2 separate regions of the Sus scrofa genome follow, and region 2 is linked to region 1. A link is a contact called in public Hi-C data. All regions are on one chromosome and are shown on one strand. The core of a region is the stretch at or near the end of the contact, and the rest is flanking DNA. Distances in the headings are between cores, read along the strand shown.

Region 1 (7,668 bases), core at 1,590-4,089:
TGTTCTTGCTTTCCTCAAAATTAATAAATCTATCCATTAATCAAAAGCATTAACTATCCTTTCTTGGAAATTTTTTCATGGACATTATAAACCTCCGGATTCTAAGTAAGGATTCTTGCCACATATTAAGTGCTCAATGTATAAATCAGGAGATAATTTATTTATAACTTTTTGATTTTCTGCTTTTCTAGGTGATAAAGAAGACATGTTTGTGTTTTTAATATACATACACCCAAAATAATGCATATATTCCTAAAGACGCAGATTAAATCTTTCTTGCTCACTACGTTAAACTATGTTTCATTTGGTCTGAATTCTTGATTACTGAATAATTCTTTGGAGAGATAATATATGTTCTGCTCTACTGTATATTTTTTTTTACTTTTAAAAGAAGTTTTTCTTTTTTTCCTTTTATCTTTTTACCCCTATAACCCATTTCTCCCACAACCTGACCCTCACCTTTGGCAACCACCAATCTGATCTCTATATCTATGAACTTGTATTCCTGTTTGTTTTTTTATTTCCACATATAAGAGATCATACAGTATTCACAAAGGATTTCACTTAGCATAATGCCCTAGAGTCCATCTATGTCACAAATGGCAAGGTCTCATTCTTTTTTATGGCTGAATAATATTTCATTACATATAGTATATATATTCCACAATTTCTTTATCCATTCATCCATTGATAAACATTTAAGGGAGCTCCTGTAGTGGTGCAGCAGAAATGAATCCAACTAGTATCCATGAGGATGCAGGTTCAATCCCTGGCTCAGTGGGTTAAGGATCTGGTATTGCCAGTGAGCTATGGTGTAGGTCGCAGACACGGCTTGGATCTGGCGTGGCTGTGGCTGTGGTGTAGGTCAGCAGCTATAGCTCTGATTTGACCCCTAGTGTGGGAACTTCCATAAGCTGTGGGTACAGCCCTAAAAAACAAAACAAAAAAAATTAAAAAAGATAAACATTTAGGTGGTTTTGTTTTCTTTGGATAAATACTCAGAATTGGAATTGCTAGATCATATGCTAACTCTATTTTTAATCTTTTGAGGAACTTCCATACTGTTTTCCACAGTGACTACTCCAATTTACTTTTTTTTTTTTTTTTTTTTTCCTTTTTTTCCTGGCACTACCTGCGGCAAATGGAAGTTGCCAAGCCAGGGGTCAACTTGGAGCTGTAGCTGAAGCCTCCACCAGGGCAACACTGGATCCGAGCTGCATCTGTGATCTACACTGTAGCTTTCGGCAACACCGGATCCTTAACCCACTGAGCGAGGGTAGGGATCAAACTTGCATCCTCACAGAGACAACACTGGGTCCTTAACCCACTGGGCCACAATGGGAACTCCCCAGTTTACTCTTTCAAAAAACAGTCTATGGTAGAAATAAAAGGCAAAGAGTCCCCACTTTTACAAAGCTTATAACTGAGTTAGGATGTCAAAAATTTTCATAGAAAACAGCACTTAAAACTCTAATATAGTCTTATAATAAACTTCAGGGTTTTATAATATTGTTACAATGGAAATCTTCCAATTAAAAAAACTACCCATGCACTAACTTAACAAGTCAACTGTTTTCATTTATCCATGCTCCATCCTGATCCATATATACACATTTTTATAATTTGATATTCTGTTCTTACTGTTTACCATCATGGCAAAATTCTTACCGATGCAAAATATTTAAAATCATTTAACTTTAAATTGTTATCAATTAATAGAAGCATAGTATTAAAGGAACTAGTCACCACTGTTAGACATTGAGGGTGTTTTCCCTTCATAAATAATGCTGCAATTAATCTGACTACTGCATTGATCATTTTCTAATTTTTTTCCATCTTAGATTTTATTACTTTTCTCTAGAACTTTTGCCCCCAGTAATCAAATGGTAAAGTAAGAGCTTTGTTCATAGAAATACTGATTACTTACGATCTTTTTAATATGTCTTAGATGAATAAACCCAAATTTTATATTGATGATTTTAGTATTTATCTGCCTCAATTTGATTGCTTCCTGTGCCCAAAGTCTAACTTTTTATATCAACTGTCAGATCTGTTAAAGTTTCACAGCAAGAGAGATGGGTGGTGAGAGATTAAGACAGTAGGATAGGCTTGTGAAGGAGGGAGGATCTGACCCAGGGCTTGGAGACATAGAAGGATTGTGAGCTGATCTCAGAGAAGAGGGACTCTACAGATAAAGAAAGCAGGGTGAGAGAAAATCCCAAACTGCTATGATGAAGCAGTGTAATTCACAGAGCTTCTTCCCCAAGAGCACCAGAGGTATGGGTGGGAACAGCTGTAACAAGGGTGAGTAAGAGAAGGGACACATGGAAGGATCTGAAAACCAGCCCTAAAAACTTCCACTTCCCAAACGGAAATGAATTCAGAGTCATAGTCATCGAATCAGATGAAACATTTAAATGGACTCTTCGGTAAGACTTCTCTGGGGCTGATTTCAGATGCCCAAATCTGCCTGGCAGGATGAAGAGAAACTTCTTACTCTTTTCCAGAGAGAACACTTAGCAGACATCAGATGGTGAGGGGCAAGACAGAAATGGCCACCAACATTGGCTAGGAGAGGTAACAAAGATGCTATAACTTCAGTTACACAAGCTGTAACTCCAGTGACCTATTCTCAGAGTCAATGCCCAAAGAGAGTAAATCTGTATCCACTTGTCAAATTCAATGTGTCACCTGACCAAATCGAGTCAGAGGTAAGGTGTAGCACATATTTCTCTAGTTGACCACAGAATAATGTCCTGGATCCAGATGAATTCTCTTTGCACAGTATTTATTATTCTAATAAACCAAATGGAATGTTTAGAGATGACTGGAGCAATCTGATTGGCAAACTTACAGGGCATTCATTCTTCCAAGGTGACTGGTGCATGAAAAGTGAAACTATAGCACTCGTGTAAACAATCCATCTGCCTCATTTCCCTCCCCCAGGCACCTCTAATTTTCAGCTTATGTTAGCTGTAAGACGAGCTAATGTTTTTAGTGTAGAAAAATGGCATTATCCCAGACAGGACTTACTTTAAGGAAAAGAGGAAAAATGCTAAAGCCATACAGATGGTATCAGTAGGTACTGGTACCCATGACCAATGACTAAGATGAATCACTATTACATTTCAGCAGACAGGTGAGACCATGAATCTCAGAAACTAAACACTAACTTATTTCAGGCATCAAAAGTTCCACTTTAAACAAAACTGTGTGATAACTTTTGCCCATAAATATGTATAGTCTTGAACCGATCCCAAAGAAATGACTGCAAATCAGTAATACAGTCTGATTAACTCATTCTTTCAAAAAGGTCCCTCCCTATGGGTACTTGGAAAATTAAGAGCAAATGATTATCTTATGAGGCAAACAATTTATAAAAAGGAGCCAGGTAAGTCAGACATGAAAACAGGACTCGGAATTATGGGGCCAGAACCAAGATGCACAGGCTCCTTCCTGGAGCCAGACCAACACACCAAATAGATGCCCTTCAAGGTGAATTCTTAATGATCTCCAGGTAGTTACCTTACACTTATCGTTGGCAAATCTTACTTCTTCTTGATGTTATTAATGCTTGCTTTCAACTCTTCCCCCCCCCATCTTTGGATTCATTCTTAGATCCAAAAGAGGAAGCATTTTTTGAAAATAGTTGAAACACAAAACTCTTTAAGATATTCATATTTTTAGAAAGGAGAGGAAAAGGAAGAAAAAAGGAGGAGGAGGAGCTAAATGAAGGAGGAAGAAAAAGAAATAAAAATGAGAGAGAATGAGGAAGAAATGAGAGGTACTAGGTGAAAGGGGGAAGGAAGGAGAAGGGAGGATGTAGTTCTGTCTAGGAGGAGAAACAGAATATTCCAGACATGAAGGAATCAAGGCCACAGAGAAGTACATGCTGGACTATTTTTCCAGCTCCTCCCAAATCACGTCCTGGTTACTCAGTACCTGAGTATTCATAAAGCCCAATGCATTCACCTAACAGACTTCATAATGTTCAAGCCACAATCCCTTTGGTGGTTTGATGAAAGCTATGGAAGCCATCTCAGAAAAATATTTCCAAGTACATAAAATAAAATACAAAGAGAAACTTCCTACTCTTTTCCAGAGAGAACACTTAGCAGACATCAGATGGTGAGGGGCATGACAGAAATGGCCAGCAACACTGGCTAGGACAATCACAAAGGACACCAATTTTATGGAAATCCAGTTTTCAGACATAACTTTCGAATACACGAAATATTAATAAATATGCCTCTTAATTGATTAAACAGCAAAATCTAGTGGTGGGCCTAATGTAATCACGATAATGTCAAAGTAGTGGTAAGTATAAGGAATATTTCAAGATATCTGGAACAATTGAAATAGTCAAGTATCAATAATTTAAAATCACAGGTACTGCTAATACAACTGTGGTGTGTTGTCTTCCTTCGGAATGGAAGGAAATGTTAAACAATTTCATTACAAGTTTAGCGAAAATGGAGTGTAATATTGTTTCTTATCTGAGTTCATGGATATCCATTCAAGGAGGTGAGGGGTCCACTGACCCTAAAATAAGAAGCTCTTACATAAAGAGTCAAAACAACTTGAAGAGTTAGTCTCTTTTCTTTCATGAAACTTTTAATCCAGCAGCCACCTAAGAATCCACAAAATTATGCAGACCAAAGTTGCTGAGGAAACCAACAACTCTGAAGAAATATAATTGAAGAAACAGCATGAAGTGGCACAAATTATACAGGCTTCTTGGAACAAGCCAAGTCCTTTCCAAATTCTTAAAGAAGTGCTAACATACTGGGTACATCAACTAATTGAAAAAATTAAATACGAGCCCCAGCTTATACCACACACACCACGGTTAGATCTGGACCCACCAGACTTCCATATAATTAAAACTATTCAAACGCTGGGAGAATACATGGGTGTTTTTCTTCTTTTTGGTGATTGTTGAGGTAAAGCAGGATTTTGCATAGTACTTGAGGCTAAAAAAATATACTCTCTGAAACATATGGTGATATAATGAAGTGGGAAGAGTGTGGGCTCCTGGGCCAGGCTGCCTGCGTTTATTTCACTTCTTTCTGTATAATCTTCTGTGCCTTAATTTCCTCAACAGGGAAACAGAGATAACATTACCTACCTCATTGGTTTGTTGTAAAGAGTAAATATATAAAAAGTGATAATATAAAACGGTTGACATGGTAGCTAAGTGCTAAAAAATGTGTCTATTATTATCCTAGCTTCTTTTAAGGTCCTTTTAAGAGTAAAAGAAATCACTAAAAAAATACCGACATATTTGATTACACAAAAATTTAAGACTTTTATTTATCAATGGCTCCACAAATACAATTAAAAGGTAAATGAAAAACTAAGGAAATAAGTAAAATGAATACGAAAGACAAAAGACGAATGGCCTTCCTACAAAGAGTTCTTACAAATCAATATAAAAACACACATTAACATCCCCATAGAAAACCAACAAAAGACATAAACAGACAACTCATAGGAGACAAACTACAACACATAAAAATCTGTCCAAAAAGAAGATTTAAATGATGAGAGAAAATACCTGAAGTAAACTATTAAGTAGAAAAAAAAAAGGACCAAACCTACATATAACAGCCTAACCATTTTATAAATACACAAATACACTGAAAAGAGTGTGGAAGTGAATATGCCAAGATGTTAAAGGTATTTCTCGATAGAGGATTACAAGAAAGTGATTTTTATTTTCTTTACATTTTTCTGGTCCTGACCACATTTACATGAAGAAACATTCCTTTCTAATAGAAAAAGAACTTAACACTGCAGCATTGCTTGAAAGAGTGAAAAATTAGGAGGCATCTAAATGTGTATCAATAACAAGGGGTGAAAAGCATACATAATACGTATGCATATATGCAAATAACTGCATAAGCAGCTGTTAAAAAAGAAATACTTTTTCTGCAATGTTTTTATATAAAAAAGAAACAAGTTGCAAAGCAGTTTAAGTATGACGCCATTAAAAATGCTGCGTATATTTCTGCATTATTTCCCAAAAGGTGTGCGTGGGGGGGTACACGGCGGGGGTGGTAAAGGTGAAGGAGGAGACTAGATGAAGGCCTGAAGGAGGGTACTGAATTTCCAGAATCAAAAATAGGATCATATTTAAATGTAAATTCAAAAATACATATCCCAGTTAGATTCACATTATTTTACGTGGCTCCTATTTCTTCATCCTCCATTCACAGAATTTTTCAAGACTTACATTTGAGCTCCTTTACTATTTCCCAGGAAAATTAGGACCTTCATCATGCTCTGAAGCTCAAAATTTCCACAGCTAAAATAGAATAAACAATTTTTTTTTTTTAACATTGTATGTTGCAGTTATCTAGTATAAGCTGTTTGGGCATAGGTATACTCAATTCCTTTGGGTCATAGGATTAAAAAAGGAATTTGAGCTCTTTCTCTTTTGTAGAATCTGTGAAAGACCTTTTAGAAATCAGTGACTCAAGAGTTCCCATAGTGGCTCAGTGGTTAGTGAATCCAACAAGGAACCATGAGGTTGTGGGTTCGATCCCTGGCCTTGCTCAGTGAGTTAAGGATCCGGTGCTACCGTGAGCTGTGGTGTAGGTCACAGATGCGGACAAAAAAAAAAAAGAAAGAAAGAAAGAAAGAAAGAAAGAAAGAAAGAAAGAAAGAAAGAAAGAAAGAAAGAAATCAGTGACTCAAAAAGGAAGGCTATTGACTATGAAAGAAACTCCCCCCCCCTTTTTTTTTCTTTTTAGGGCTGCACCCATGGCATATGGAGGTTCCCAGGCTAGGGGTCTAATCAGACCTGTAGCCTCTGGCCTACACCACAGCCACAGCAATGCCAGATCTGAGCCACATCAGCGACCTATACCCCAACTCACAGCAATGCCAGATCCTTAACCCACTGAGTGAGGCCAGGGATTGAACCCGCAGCCTCATGGTTTGTAGTCAGATTCATTTCCACTGTGCCACGACGGGAACTTCAAAAGACAACCCTTTTAAATTCTTATAAAAACCAGTGGAATGGATTAGCAATGAGATCCTGCTGTATAGCACTGGGAACTATAACTAGTCACTTATGATGGAGCATGATGGAGATAATGTAAGAAAAAGAATATGTGTATGTGTGTAATACATATATATTATATATATGTTATATATAATATATATATATGACTGGGTCACTTTGCTGTACAGTAGAAAATTGACAGAACACTGTAAACCAACTACAATGGAAAAAATAAAAGTCATAAAAAAACCAAAACAAAACAGTTCCTTCCTGCACCTCTGCACAACTGGCAGACAGGTCAATGTTTACGTGTATGATGGAGATAACATAGCTGAATGAGAATTGCATTTGGTCACAATAGACACTGGCGTTTTTCCTACAGAAAACGGAGAACTTGTACGGAAATGTATTAGCATCTCATCGTAAACAATACTATTCTTTCTCGTCATCAAAAACGGTATTTCACACTTCTATAAGAGCTGAGCTGGGAAATTACAGAACCGATGTCTGAAAGAAATTCAGCAGAGCAATGAGCAAAGGTGTTGGGTCCAACAGACATGGAGACAACTTAGGTTATTAGCTTGTGTATCTGGAGGGACAGATATGATTGATGCTTACAGGACACTTGAGAGACTAGAGCCCATCACGGGAAAGTCTCT
Region 2 (7,668 bases), core at 2,438-4,937, 270 kb before region 1:
TAAATATGCTCCTTTGGCCTCACACACACGAGGGACAAAGCATGAGATGGAAACATCCGTTGAAGCCAGGACATGGGGGTGCTGACTACCAGACCAGAGCATGGCAGCGTATATCAGAGTGTGTTGGCGGGGGAGTGCAAGCAAGAAAGTGCCATGCAGGAGCAGTGATCAGGGGGCCACGAGCATAGGATGGAAAGAAGAGGCGACAGGGGGGCCAGACTTGTAGGGAGGACCTGATTGGGCCTGGGAATAGGTGGGGAGCCCTGTGAAGAAGGATGCTTTCCTTTTTTGGTTTTTAGGGTTGCACCCACAGCATATGGAGGTTTCCAGGCTAGGGGTCAAATCAGCTGCCGGCCTACACCACAGCCACAGCAACGCCAGATCCGAGCCACGTCTGTGACCTACACCATAGCTCACGGCAATGTTGGATCCTTAACCCACTGAACGAGGCCAGGGATCAAACCTGTAACCTCATGGTTACTAGTCAGGTTTGTTTCTGCTGTGCTACAACGGGAACGCCCAAGGAAGCTTTCTTTTTTTTTTGCCATTTCTTGGGCCGCTCCTGTGGCATATGGAGATTCCCAGGCTAGGGGTCTAATCGGAGCTGTAGCCGCCAGCCTACGCCAGAGCCACAGCAATGCAGATCCGAGCCGCGTCTGCGACCTACACTACAGCTCACAGCAACGCCAGATCGTTAACCCACTGAGCAAGGGCAGGGATCGAACCTGCAACCTCATGGTTCCTAGTCGGATTCATTAACCACTGCGCCATGACGGGAACTCCCCAAGGATGCTTTCTTGACTAGATCTCCGGACAGACAACTCTTGGGAGATGATGGGGGCTGGTGCCAAGGCTGACCTCCTGGGGGATGATGGGAATTTTATAGAGAGACAATCTCTATAAACTCCTATTTCACCTCCATGCTCTGCAGGCTCTCCTCCCCGCCCTCCGCTAGCCCGTGTTCTCTACCCACCAGGCCTCGTGGCTAGAAACGCCTTCTCCTTAACTTTGAAATTTTGGATGCAACTCTTTCTTTCCCTAATGTACTGTTATTTTCAAATCTCTCCAGAAAGCCTGTAGCCAGCCCCACTCGCCCCCACCTCTCTAGAACACAGATCACTGCTAGGGTTGATGGCTTGGGTGTAGCTTGGGCAAAGCTTTCAGAGTTTTGACCTATCAGGACTGGCTCATATGGAATCCCATGTTGCTTACAAAGGAAGAGAGTGCTTAGGAAATTCTGTGAAGCACTTTTTTTGCAGGGGGAAATTGGTAATCCACTAAAAGAACAAATTATTTCCAAGCACTCCAACACCATTTATAGTCCAATGCTGTTTATACATGAGGCCCATCTACTTTTTATTTTTTTAATAATGATTTTTATTTTTCCATTATAGCGCCAAGTACTTTCTAAAGCAGACCCGGCCCTGCCTCTCCTAAGGAAGATTTTGTTAGCTGTGATTCTGATTTATTCGACAGGATGGAGAGCAACGACTATTTGGCTGGAGATGTGTGACGCCTGAGGCTCCCTAGACCTTAACTTGAATTAGTCCAAACCAGTGGTTTCACTGAATGCCTCTTTAGCATGAAAGATTCTGTGAATAACCCCTTCACACCCCGGCCCGATAAACGGCTGCACAACTCTTGGTAGGGATCATGCACCCTGACAATCTTTCAGGAAGGGACCCCATGCTCTGAAGTGAGGTAAATGCTGTTGTGTCTCTGTTTCTGTGAGGGGACCACTGACTGAAGTGGCCACCTTGGCCAAGCACAGCAATAGCCACTTGCATGACTTGTCTCACAGCAGGAGGTCCTGACCGGGAGCCTGGTGCTGCTCTGAAGACTAACTGGAGGGTTGGGGAGGGGCCCACAGGAGGGAGGAGACAGCCACCTTCCCGGGATCCTTGGCGCTGGAATCCATCTTGGCTGAGAAGTGTGTGTGCTGCCAAGAAGGACCCTGAGCCAGACCCAGACCAAGTGGGGACCGAGCAAGACGATTGGCCAGAGACCACCCGGAAACGGACCCCATTCACGTAAAACCTGAGACTGTGAGCCACCCGGCAGAGCAGGTCTCCCGGGTTCCCTCAACCTGCTGCTCCCCCCGCACCGGCACCAGCGCCCCTTCCCAATCAAGTCTCTTGCGTTGTGTCAGCATGGGTGTCTCCTCGGACATTTCATTTTGTGTGTTCGCCAAGAGCCCATTCTCAGGCCCTGGAAAGGGTCCCCCTTCCTGCAACATTTCCAGGAGGCAAAGTAAGCAAAGGTAAGTGTGTGGTGACCAGACACCATGCAGGCAGAAGGGAGCATCTATCCCCAGGAAGGGAGCGGGGCCTCCTGACCAGGGCTGAGAGGGTCTCTCTGTGTTGCACCCTCAGAAGATGTCTGAGTCTTGTTAGTTCTTTCCCCGAAGCAGGATAGCCTACGGCCCCCTCCAGGGGAACCCCCACCCCCATTCTCTTCCCAGGTCCCATCTCATTCCTGAAATAGAGGTAGGCCAGCTTGCAGCGGTGGAGTTACTGGACAGCAGGCAGAGCTGACCAACAGTTTTCTGTGGCCAGAGATGACCAAATACCAGCTCAACACCCAGCAGCAGGGATTTCGGTAGGAAGGTGCTGTGGCTTCCTCCATAAGGAAGAAAGACCTATTAGATCCTTCTTTCCTTCTTCTAGGATCTTTTATAAAAATAGATGAAGCAGCAGATATGGGCTAACCATCCTGTTGTTACCGCCCGGTGATTTGGCACAGGTCACTTCTCCTCAGACGTAACGGGGAGTTAGACTCAAAGAAAGTTGGGTCGGTTTCTGGGCTGAATGTTCTATGACTTGCAGACAGTGGCTCAAAACTTGGGACCGTTCCAAGTCTGACTCAGAGCCTTGGAATTAGCATTGGTCCTTCGGAGGAGTGGGACAGACAGCTGGAAGAATATCTGGGAGCTTTTGAAGGACCTGAGCTCAATCAGGTGCCTGAAGTGTCAGCCTCCTACTCACTCCCAGGGATTTGAATCCTCTGAAGGGACCGTTCAGGGGTCCTGTAATCAAATGCAAATTACGCCTTTAAGCACCAAAGGGGTGGGAGGAGGGATTAGCTGACAGCCCTGGGAGCGCTGCCTCAGGCCCTTGGGACTGACAGCCCCCCACCGGGGAAGGTCAGGAGGGAAAGAACAGAAAAGGGAGAGAGCTCACGAGGGGTCAGAGGCCTCCGGGGCCCCCACTTCATCTCCAGTGTGCCCCTGAACACGGCCCTGGATGGGGGGCTAATCCCCAGGCTGCCTGCCCTCGGCATTGTCTTGGTGGGGTCAAGACCCCCACCCCATGCATCCCTGGCTACACTTTTGGCCCACGGTGCTCCGTGCTAGCCCGAAACTCTCCAGGCCAGGCTGAGACCTGGACACATCCCCTCTGTTCCTCTCCTTCCTCCCCAGGCTCAGAGAAGTTGGGACAGAATGCAAGGAGCGGGCGGGGGTGGCTGATGGGGCCACAGCCCAGAGAAGGGCAGGCAGAGGGTGGCAGGGGCAGCTGGGAACCAGCGCCAACAAAGTAAACCAAACTCTCTCCCCCGTGCCCTTCCCATTCTACCCCGCAACGCTTTCCAATCAGGGAATCTAAAATTACCATATTTACAGCATCTGCAGCCACGCCGAGCACTAAACAAGATGAATAGCCGTGACGCACGAACTGAGTACAAGTATGCAGCTTGGCTGGGCTGGGCTGGGCTGGGCACCAGGGTGAGTGAGCCACAGGGGGAGCATGGTGAGGTCCCAGGCAGGGTGATGGACGGGACTCACCAGGCACTAAGGGAGGTGGGAGAGCGGTGAGGAAGTCCTGGCAATGTCCATCTTCTAGGAAAACAGAGAGATGGAGCAATTAGCAAAGGAAGGGGGTAGAGATAGAGATAGAGCGATATAGTTGGATGGATGGATGGATGGATGGATGGTTGAATGGATAGACTATGAGAATATGTGCTAACTTTAGAAGGCTCCCTTTCCTCCTACTGCCTCCCTACCTAAGAGGAAACTGTTGAGACCTCTAAGGCAGGATCCCTTCGTGGGTGTGTGTGTGTGTGTTGCGAGGTCCTCTACCAGAATCTTGCTTTGGACTCTTAGGTCTGTGAGTCCTCTTTCCCCAAGCAGCCTCTTCCAGGAAAGCTCTGGTCAACCACAAAAACTAAATGACTCCATTCATAAAAAGGGCCTGACCGTCTGGCAAAGGCAATGGAGCTCTGGGGGAGACCAAGAGGGGAATGATGGGCGTGTGCTCCATGTGAGAGGTCCCAGCAGGCTCCCAGCCTAGCCTGTTCTTAATCTGGAGGAAAGATGTCCAGGTAAAGAGCGTACAGACTCATAACTTGCAGATGCTCGTTCAGAGACTTTCCAGACTGGGAGGGACCTCAATACACCAGAGAGAGGGGAAGAGGTGGGTACCAGGCACTGAGGGGAGCAGGGCCAGCCAGGAACCAGCTCCAACAGAGTGATCCACTCTCAGGCTTCGATCAGGGCTGCCTGTCTCATCCTGACCCGAGGCTCACAGAAACCTCCCTTGTGCTCTAGGACTCTGAGGGAGTGGGACCCCTGGACCCCTATGCTCCTCCCTGGAGCCAGAGCATCTCCGCATCCATCTGCTTTGTGTCCTGGCCTTCTCTTCAAGTTTTCATTTCTTTTCCTTAACATTTTCAGGAACAAAGCCAGTGTGGCCGTCCCTGGCCTGTCTGAGCAGGCGGGAACTGGAAAGCAGGACACGTAGCTGGAAGGCCGGCAGTGCGAGGGTCTGGAGAAATCAGGGGGGATGTGATGGGGGGTGGGGGGGGATGCTGAGAGAAGGAGGTGACACAGATGGGAGGCCGAGGTCGAACACGTGAACCAGCTCCCAGAGGAAATCATCCCTAAGCAAACTGGAACCAGCTGCTCTCCGCAATCACCTGCTAGATCCTGAACTGGACCCCAAAGTGGGGGCCTTTTGTTATCAGCCGTCTAGGGCCCCTGAGCCGTTCTTGGTAGAGGTGAGGTGAGGCAGGATGTTGGAGTTGGAGCTGGCCCCCCAAAATGTTTCCAAGTTGAGGACATCCACCATGCAGCCTAAATCTGGCCCTAGCCTCAGGGTCTGTCAGAATGAGGACATACTGATAGACTATACACAGGTATTTCTGTTCTTCTCAGGGGCCCAGGATGGCTAAGAACCGCCCCCTCTTTCATCATTAACATGGTACGAAATGGGCAGAGTGAGTCCCCCAAGGTGGCAGCTCCTATTTCCTTTGCTTTGTCCTAGGTGGACCCATCTTCCTCCATCGTGGCCAGAAGTCCCTCCTCCCTCCTCCTTCTAGCCCTCAGACCTTGCCTTCTGTCTCCTCTTCTTTCCCACCTTCCCATTCAAGTATGTTTCCTCCAGGTTTGGGCTTCTGGTCCCCTCTTCAAACTCTGCTCTCTTTGCATGCCCTTCCTCTCGGCCAGCTTCCTTTACCACTGGAAACCTGCGACCTGAGCCCGAAGCCATCTCCCGAATTGCCCGCATATACTGCCAACTGTTTGCAGAATCTCTCCAGTTGGAGATGCTGAACATTCTACAGTTGTCTCAAATCACACATGTCCAAAACGGATCTCATTAGCCACGCTCTCCCGCTTCCCATGACAAGGGCCTCCTGGTGTCCCTCCCCCATCCTTTCCCCCTCCGTCAATGATCTCACCGGCCACTCAGACATCCCAGTGGAAACCTTAAAGTCACCTCTGACCCCTCCCTATCCCTTCCATCTGTGCCACCGTTGCGCCAGCTCAGGCTCCTAGCCTCGCTCTGCACCTTCAATCCCTCTTATGGGCTCTTCCAGCCTTGGATCGCCCTCCACGTTTCAAATGGGAGACGAGTGTCTACACCCAGACTCTTTGCCGAGGGCTTGCTTTGTGCCCGGAACTGGGCATACCACAGTAAACAGGGCCAGTAGGGTCCCTCTCTTCATGGAGCTCATATCCCAGCTGGGGAGCCAGATGGGAACAAAAGCACAAAACAGACCAGTGAATAAAATACGTCTTTGTTGTAAGAAGTACTCCAAGAGGAATGAAGCAGGGGCTGGGGTGGGAAATAAGGGGTGGCGTGGATATCTCTGCCACCCCCCACATGAAGACCTTCAAAGGCTCCTGAATACCTAGAGGACAAAGTGCAAACTCCTCAGCTTGGCAGGCAAGGCCCTTGCCAATCTGGTCCAATCTCTTCTCAGCTCCTCTTCCACCACCCCCTCCCTCCTGGCTCCCCTCCACCCTATGCTCTGCATCCTATTCATCTCTGAATCCCCAGCCCCTTGTTCCTGGCAAATAAAGGTCTGTGCAGTCAGTGTGTTCTCTTCACGCATTTGTCCCTCTCCCCTTTCTCACGGCTGCCTTTGGTGAAGCATCTTTACCATGGCTCTGTCCCCTGAGTTTCTGTGGCTTCTCACCCTGTTTCTGCCCCAGGTACTTGTAATATTTGACTCTCTCTCTCTTGCTAAATTTCTAAGGCATGGAGGGCAAAGGCGGTCTTCCATTCGGAAAAAAAAAAAAAAAAAAGCCTGGCACACAGTGGGTGCCTGAAACCTGCCAGTTGAATTGACTGCGAAGAGGATGAAGAAAAGGGAAGTGCTTGTTGTCCTTTGTAGACTGTTTCCTGCTAAAACAACTCTAGTGGCCAAAATATTTGATGGAAAGAAGCAGTGTGAAGGCGTCCATTGCCAAATGGACAGCCAGAGGTACACACCTCCTCCTGCTCAAGGAACAGCTTCACAGAGCCTAATTTTGTCACTAGGTCTTTGAACAGATTTTTGCACAATCAAAGCAGAGAACAATGAAGCAGATATGTTCCCGGTGGAAACTGGTGCTCAAAGATTTGCCTGTATCCACAAGAACGGAAGTGTCCCTGGCTTGTAAATTGGTTCTAGGGCTCAGCTCATCCCTTCACAGGGAAGAACCAACTCCTATCTTCTCTGTTATTCCTCCATCCCATTCTTGGAACACCATTTCCGTCCAAGCAACTAGAGTACTTGTTTGGAACTCCCAAGTAGTTTTTCCCTATGACCAGAATAATCTAACACAGGGGTCTGTTGGTTTTTGGCAAATGTCTTCAAAGATCCTGGTTCTTTTGGTGGGGGCGGTAGGGGGGGAAGTGGAGGGAATGAAGCATAACAATTACAGTAAAAAATCTGATTAAAGGTAAGAATAAAAATAAGAGGTAGATTTTCTGAATTTATGTAGGCTCAGTGCCTGCTCTCAGAAAGGTCCTGGGCATGTGCCAATCTGCCCGGCTTTCTCAAATCACTGTTGATTCCTTTGAATTTCACACATGGTCACCTTGTCCTCTTTTCTGTTTTCAGTCTCCCCAGAAAGCACCCCACCCCTGGCCTGAGCATTCCATGCGTCCTCCCTCCTTAGGGAGCATTGCAGCTTTTTTTCTTGACAGCTGTATTTTATTCACTCTGGTTCCATGTCGCCAACCCAACTGTCCTCAGCCAAGCCTCCAAAGGAAATATGATCGACTTGCTGCGTCAGATCACTTGGAAATAGATACGACTGGCTTGGAGTCACTCCATGCGGGGCTGTAAAATTGTTCTCTCTCCTCCTAAGTGGGTTGGGTCAAACCCAAACTGAGGCAAGAGGTTTCCAAGGAACACAGAGCAAAAGACTGTAGTAAGTGGTGGTGATTCAGTCGGTGGCCCTCT

What was found. A called contact is a pair of places that touch in the nucleus more often than the background predicts.
Region 2: a contact with region 1 is called in a Hi-C map of embryonic fibroblasts, with 1.9 times the contacts expected there. The contact joins two enhancer-like sites. A contact is called at or near these places in 6 of 47 Hi-C or Micro-C datasets (embryonic fibroblasts, liver and skeletal muscle) and 2 of 2 datasets of contacts at active chromatin or transcription factors (alveolar macrophages and skeletal muscle).

What each region holds. Positions count from the first base shown.
Region 1 is chr7:91,964,227-91,971,894 of Sscrofa11.1, reverse strand. The region is part of intron 8 of RAD51B (DNA repair protein RAD51 homolog 2); the gene reads right to left. Among named protein-coding and RNA genes, the nearest start is that of RAD51B, 380 kb to the right of the region's middle. Within about 2 kb of position 2,839, at least 10 of the 83 cell types and tissues checked have an H3K27ac peak or open chromatin away from gene starts, as enhancers often do. A contact at or near this core is called in embryonic fibroblasts, where this site is marked.
Region 2 is chr7:92,239,445-92,247,112 of Sscrofa11.1, reverse strand. All of the region lies in intron 11 of RAD51B (DNA repair protein RAD51 homolog 2), which reads right to left. Among named protein-coding and RNA genes, the nearest start is that of ZFP36L1, 250 kb to the left of the region's middle. Within about 2 kb of position 3,687, at least 23 of the 83 cell types and tissues checked have an H3K27ac peak or open chromatin away from gene starts, as enhancers often do. A contact at or near this core is called in embryonic fibroblasts, where this site is marked.